Regions from separate parts of the Bicyclus anynana genome. Here region 2 is linked to region 1. A link is a contact called in public Hi-C data. All regions are on one chromosome and are shown on one strand. Each heading gives the region's core, a stretch centred on a gene start, on an enhancer-like site or on the middle of the called end of the contact. The rest is flanking DNA. Distances are from core to core; before and after follow the strand shown. Region 1 holds the start of LOC112046468 (protein halfway). Region 2 overlaps LOC112046466 (rab GTPase-binding effector protein 1).

The links. A called contact is a pair of places that touch in the nucleus more often than the background predicts.
Region 2: a Hi-C map of whole body shows a contact between it and region 1, with 2.8 times the contacts expected there. The contact joins the enhancer-like site here to the promoter of LOC112046468 in region 1. A contact is called at or near these places in 2 of 2 Hi-C or Micro-C datasets (whole body and whole larva).

The regions. Positions count from the first base shown.
Region 1 is chr14:766,035-769,151 of ilBicAnyn1.1, forward strand. LOC112046468 (protein halfway) reads left to right here and starts at 1,863. Exons shown (of 10, transcript XM_024083092.2): 1 at 1,863-2,290. The coding sequence starts at 2,261. All of the region lies in intron 1 of LOC112046466 (rab GTPase-binding effector protein 1), which reads right to left.
Region 2 is chr14:807,842-811,071 of ilBicAnyn1.1, forward strand. All of the region lies in intron 1 of LOC112046466 (rab GTPase-binding effector protein 1), which reads right to left. LOC112046467 (probable ATP-dependent RNA helicase DDX52) reads right to left here. Exons shown (of 13, transcript XM_052885661.1): 7 at 3,155-3,230; 8 at 2,319-2,419; 9 at 1,355-1,500; 10 at 901-981; 11 at 233-376. Among protein-coding and RNA genes, the nearest start is that of LOC112046467, 7.0 kb to the right of the region's middle. Within about 2 kb of position 1,295, at least 8 of the 8 cell types and tissues checked have open chromatin away from gene starts, as enhancers often do.

The DNA of each region.
Region 1 (3,117 bases), core at 613-3,112:
TTTTTATATTATAGATTATACCTACCTACTTGAAACTGCCTAATTTGATTTTGAAACCGTTATCAGTGGACGCTCGCATCTGGATACACTTTAATGACTTTCATATATTATGAGCCAATAGACAATGTAGACGAAAATATCCCGAGCTACATACAATAGTAATATATCTATTAAATATAAAACATGGTTTGCAATCGGGCACTAGAGAAATAAAATGTAGACTTTGAAATACTTTCGAAGACAAACGGCAAAGATGAAAAAAGCACCTATTGACTCTCTATGATATATTATATTATGTAAAACGAGCCCTGTTTCAGGCTACGCGCAGTGTAGTATTTATAGTGATCTGTAGATTACTGATTAATAGAGATTAATAATGCATAAAATAATGGTGGTGTCCCATCTGTCCTCCACAATATTCTGGGTTCTGTACTTCAAAAAGTCAAGTCAAAGTTTGTTGTCAGTCTGCCTGACTGTCTACGAGACGAGAAAAAATCATCGAGATTTTACACCCTACTTAATGAACCGGACAGACAGACGGACAAACAGACACGGACAGACGAATATCGCAAAACAATAAGTGTCCTTTGTTGACTACGGAACCCTAAAAAAACTTAGATATTAAATATTTAAGGATGTGAGATGTCACATCTCATGTCACTCGAACAGAGAATGTAAATTAATTGAATGTAAAAAACGACATAATACATAAAGATAACAAATAGTTCGACTCCAATATAAATGCTAATGAGACAGTTATAACGCCATTTTATTATTGATCTTTTTTATTTAGAATTTCATATGAAGTTTTTTTCATTTCCATATTTCGCGCTGGTTGACTACCTATAGAAATAAAGCAAGGCATTATGCGGGCATTAGGTAGGTACTACCTTCTCCGACGAGCAATGTAGCAGTCCAGAAATATCGTATAGAAGAAGTTCATCGCCCATATTTTTTTCAGAACAGAAGAATTCTTTCTCCAACGCTTGTTCTAGGGGCACCGTTGGATTTTCTCTCCTCTTTTTGGTCTTTCCGACTCTGGAGGAAAAGGGAAATATTGGTCATATAAAAATAAATTAAGGCAAAAAAATTACCTTACAAAAAAATACAGGCAGATGAGGCATGTCATATAAGCGAGCCGAGCGATTTACCAAAAGCGTTAGCTTTTAGTATTGCCTGTTTTGTGGATTTACAATTCTTTTTTTAAATATGACCAATAGGCAATTTGACGACATTTAATTTCAAATTTAAACCGAAAGTTTCAAAATATACTGCCTGTCTTGTCATGTCATAGTGTTGTGCAGTGCCTAAATGTAATTTATCGATAAATGACAAAATTCTCAAGAATTTATTAGTTTATTTACCCTAATAAATTTATTGATTTTTATTTTCAATAATATGAAATTGTTATATTGTTATTTAATTTCTATAATGAAATTTGCTTGTATAAAATAATGTATTGTTATTTAGATGTAGGGGTTATCTAAAATAAACAATCATTAACTAGGGATTATAATTATTATAACATTTCATTTTCTCAGTTCTTTGTTATCGTTTGTTTGTTTAGATTAATTTAACTTCAGTATTTTCCAGCAATTGAGTATTATTCCGTCCTGATGAAAAATACTACACAGTCCAACACTCATTGGACTGTGTTGAATTTTGTTTATAATTATAGATAATCTATAGAGGTCAGCTGCTGCTACCACCACCAGGCGGTATCGCAGCCAGCGACTCCTCACAAAACATACAAATTCTCAAACGGGAATACCGGATACTTTATATGCAACAGCGTGCATATAGCTGTCCCTTTTCCCCGCCGCAGTCGACCTTTGCCTCTCGCGTTGATAACTCAGTCGCCGTCTTTGTCTCGCCTGCAGAGTACTCGGCTGTAGATATACGGTTGTAGCATACGCATCAGTGCCAGTGGTAAACTATTCAGTTTTGTGTTTTGCCAAGTTGGAGTCGATCCGAATTAGACTCGCTACATGTGTTTGGTGCCGTAAGCGTCAAAAGTGATCGAGAATTTTTACGATTTAAGCAAGTGCTAGTGACTTACTTAGATTTTTTGTCGAAAAGTGAAAAAAAATGATACTGTTGCAAACTGAGCGCCGTTCGTGGCGCATATTTATTAGATACAGATAGACTTTGAAAGTTGTGAATAGTTTTTGAATCGGGGCAAGGTGTGTGTTGTATAAAATATTTGTGCATCGGTGGTTTTTTGTTATCGGTGCAGTGGCATAAATTAAAAATAAAAAAAATGATTACGGCGGGAGGTCGTGTTGTTGATGTGAGTGAATTTTTTTGTTTACATGTTTTTCATATTTGTTTTACTATTTTGTACAAATTATATTTGAAAGTTATGAAACATTTTGTTTACTAGAACAAAAATCTTTATTGTTTAGCTTTATTGTTGTTTTCCTTAATAAGCGTCATTGGTGTATCACTTCTTGGAAATAGGTAAGTAACTACAGAAGTAATTTCCTTAGGAAATGTACTAGGTGCCCAATTAGTAGCTTGCAAATGTATGCAGTTTTGCAAGTGTATGTATGATTGGAAATCAATAATGTATTAGAAAGTGAGGTGGATGTAGAAAGTTTTCTATTTTTCTATAACTTTGCTGATGCAGAGAACTGGCGGAGGCCCAACGTCTAGTTGTTGCTATTCCAGTTTTATTAGTAGATAAGTGGCTAATACGAGTACCTACGCGTTATTACTTTCTGATTTATGTTCTATTAGCTTCTTCGTGCAATTTTGTCGACGTACATATAATAAGTACTAAAAGTAGCTTATTCTATTGCAAGCTTTTATCGATAATGTGACGAATTTTTATTAAGTGTTATAGTAACTCTGTGAGTTGCTTACTTGTCATTTACCTAAAATAAGTAGCCTACTTCTCTAAAAATCCCTAAATAGTTGGTAAGTTAAAATGAATAGCGATTTATACCCTCATTTTTAATTTGTTTGTTGGTAAACAGTGCAAAGTTTAAGTATAGTCCAATTTAAACAAGATAGGTGAACGTCAACGTAAAATTTTAATCGGTAGGTACCTAGATTCCTTTTACCAAGTTGGTTTTTTATTTACCTAATAAATTATAATAAATATAGGACCTTCCT
Region 2 (3,230 bases), core at 45-2,544, 41 kb after region 1:
GCGCGCGCAATGCGTGCAGCAGCGCGTCGCGCAGCCGCTTCGCAGTTTGGATCGTGCCGCGATGCAAGAACCAGCTCATGACTAAGGGCCCCGTATGGGTTCGAAACTAGTCGGGCATACTCCGACCTAATATCACGTGAATTTCAGCCGTGTTTCATAATCAATTAATATGAATAACACTCACGATAGTTTAAATTCTAAAAAGTTAAAAGCATATTAAAGAACGACTGACTTCTCGGGTTTGTCAAGTTTGGTGGAGATCTTGTCGCGGTGCGGCGCCTTCTTCAGCAGCCGCTTCCTCTTGTTGGCGTTCTGCTGCAGCGCCAGCATGTACGCCGGCACCGCGCAGCCCGACTGCTTCAGCACTGACGCTATGCTGGCACACGGACAGACGAGACAAACTCACTCTAATTATATATTTTTACATTAACCTTCCTCAATAAATGGGCTATCTGACACTGAAAGAATTTTTCAAATCGGACCAGTAGTTCCTGAGATTAGCGCGTTCAAATAAACAAACAAACTCTTCAGCTTATCAATTAATAAAAGTTTAAGACCTAATTAAAAAAATTATCTATTTAAAAAAATTTTACAAACGTCAAAAACGCTATCATCCATTTTGTGACGTCATGATGTTACTCGATGTCACTCAAGGAATAAACGTCAAATTAATAACTAATATTTTTGTCAAACACTTCGTTTGGTTAGGGTTTAACGTGACGTCATAAAACTGTTAAAATATAGACCATCATGGCTGAAAGCGTTTTGGCTCGTATTGTCAAAAAAATATCTATAAAAAAAATAATGTACCAAAAAAAATATTTTTTTTTTCATTTAAGAAAAAAAAAGTGTCAACTACATATATATACCTATTGTATATAAGTGTAACTTGTATCTCACCTCCGAAGGTTGACGACATCGTCCTGCGTGAAGAAAGTGATCGCTTTGCCGCGCTGCCCCGCGCGCCCCGCCCGCCCTACCCTGTAATGTTACCAAATCATTTTAAACTAGCAGACGACACGCGGCTTCACCCGCGTAGTTCCCGTACAAATAAGTGGATAAAATATAGCCTATACCACCCGGGGATAGCATACCCACAGTAAAAGAACTTTTCAAATTCGTTTGCCAGCTGTTGGCACAGACTACGACGGACTGACAATTGATAGACGAGGATCGGGTATACAGAATCCAAACTGCTCCAGCAAGAAATCCACCACTACCATAGACTGACAACGTTCCCAAAGAGTCAGCTATCGGCACAGACTGACAAGACGTCCACGAGTAACAGAGAGTACGGAACCCGAGTAGACCAGATGTTATGTAGCAACTCCACGCGCAAACTGCGCACACTCGCCTGTGTATGTAGGAGATGGCGGAGGGCGGGAAGTCGTAGTTGACGACGAGGTTGACGCCGCGGAAGTCGATGCCGCGCCCCATCAGCTCCGTGCAGATCAGCACCCAGATGCGCCCCACGCGGAAACTGCGCACCACGTTGTCCCGCTGGAAGATACAGAATAGCTTTCAACATCAACTTATTTGAATAGCCTAAAGAGTCATGTTCACCTCAAAGTGCCTTCTGAGACATGTAGTGTGTTACCAACATCCCTACTCCCGGCTGCTACTAAGAATTTCTTGGAGAAAGAAAAGCTGAATTTGGCTGGTGGGAGGCTTCGGCTGTGGCTAACAAGTTAGTCCGCTTCCATCTTAGATTGCATCATCACTTACCATCAGGTGAGATTGTAATCAACTTGTAAAGAATAAAAAAAAACTCAATATTTCATATTGGCCATGCTGTCCTATTTACTAACATCGGTTTATTAGCCACCTAATACAATTAACATCAAATTAATAACAATCGCATTTTTCGTATTCCTTACACTGCTCAGCAACGTTGATCAGTTAGCAATAAATTATTGATTTTTTTAAATTATTGATTGAATATGTCTTAGGAATTAATTACTTACAATAGCTAGATGGACTTCATATCCACTAAAGTTATTCAAAGTTAGTAAATAGGCCAGCAGGCCTCAAAGTTAGTAAATAGGCCTCGTATCGCGATCGTGAGCCACACATCACTAGATTAACTAGGCAGTAATCATGTAACACAACTACTTTGATAGTTTTTTAGGTAAACCCATCCATTTGTAGCTTCTATGTTCACCCATTACATTTAATGGGTTAACATAGAAGGGCTATTGAATTCCCTTTCAGTTTGTTGGTTGTACTAATTATTCTCTAGGAATCACAAGCACATATCTTAGGCCTATCTAATACTATCGGGAGAGATAGTGACTGTATGAAGTACTAGAAAGGGTCACCTGCGCCTGCGTCCTGTCAGCGTGAATGGCGTCCACGTTTATGCCGTCATAGATCAGCTCCTTGAACAGCTGCTTCGCGCGGTCTTTGCCCTGGACGAACACTGTTCGAAGAAATATTTCATTATTGAGGATCTTCCTTTTGCAGTATTAAATAATACTTAATCAGATGAGAGCTGAGTCCATAACACGCGAAGGTACAAGGCAAAAGAGGCACAGCAAGAAGAATAGCAGAAAAATCTTACGCCAGGACTTCAATGAATGTCACTATTCAGGGCTGCTATATCAAAAATTCAGATTGCCATTATAATAGTCGATAACCTTCGTTTAAAACGTCACGTTATCAAAGCTACAAAAACAAATTTATGGCCAATCTGATTACAAATGGAAAACTAATATCCTATATTAACACACACACACATACATATTGCACCATAATACACACAATGAGGGATCAGCATTTCAGAAAGTCACGTGTACTAGTCCATACCTACCTTTCGGTCGCCAGAAAATTAACATTACATTGTAACATATTTGAGTTAATAAAATACATTAAATAGTGTCATTGAGGACATACAAGAACTCATAGTATATACAATTTAGTTACCCTAAACCTATAACAGATCATAAACTTACAGGGCTCACGTTAGTAAGATATCCTAAGCCGCGTTGACATGGATCCATCAAGTCAGTCCGTCCATCCGACCCACGGCACGCACAGATAGTAAGTCTCATAAGCCTGTATAGGATAAGCTCTGTCAAATCTGTTGGGCATATTTATACTCTATAAAAAGAGTTGGCATAGGGATTAAATGTGAATATTTATTAGAAGTACACACCTAAAACAGGTGGCTTGAGTCCCTTTTGCACCAGCTGCCTGAACGCAACGAGTTTCCCGTTCTCGTTCCCACAAAA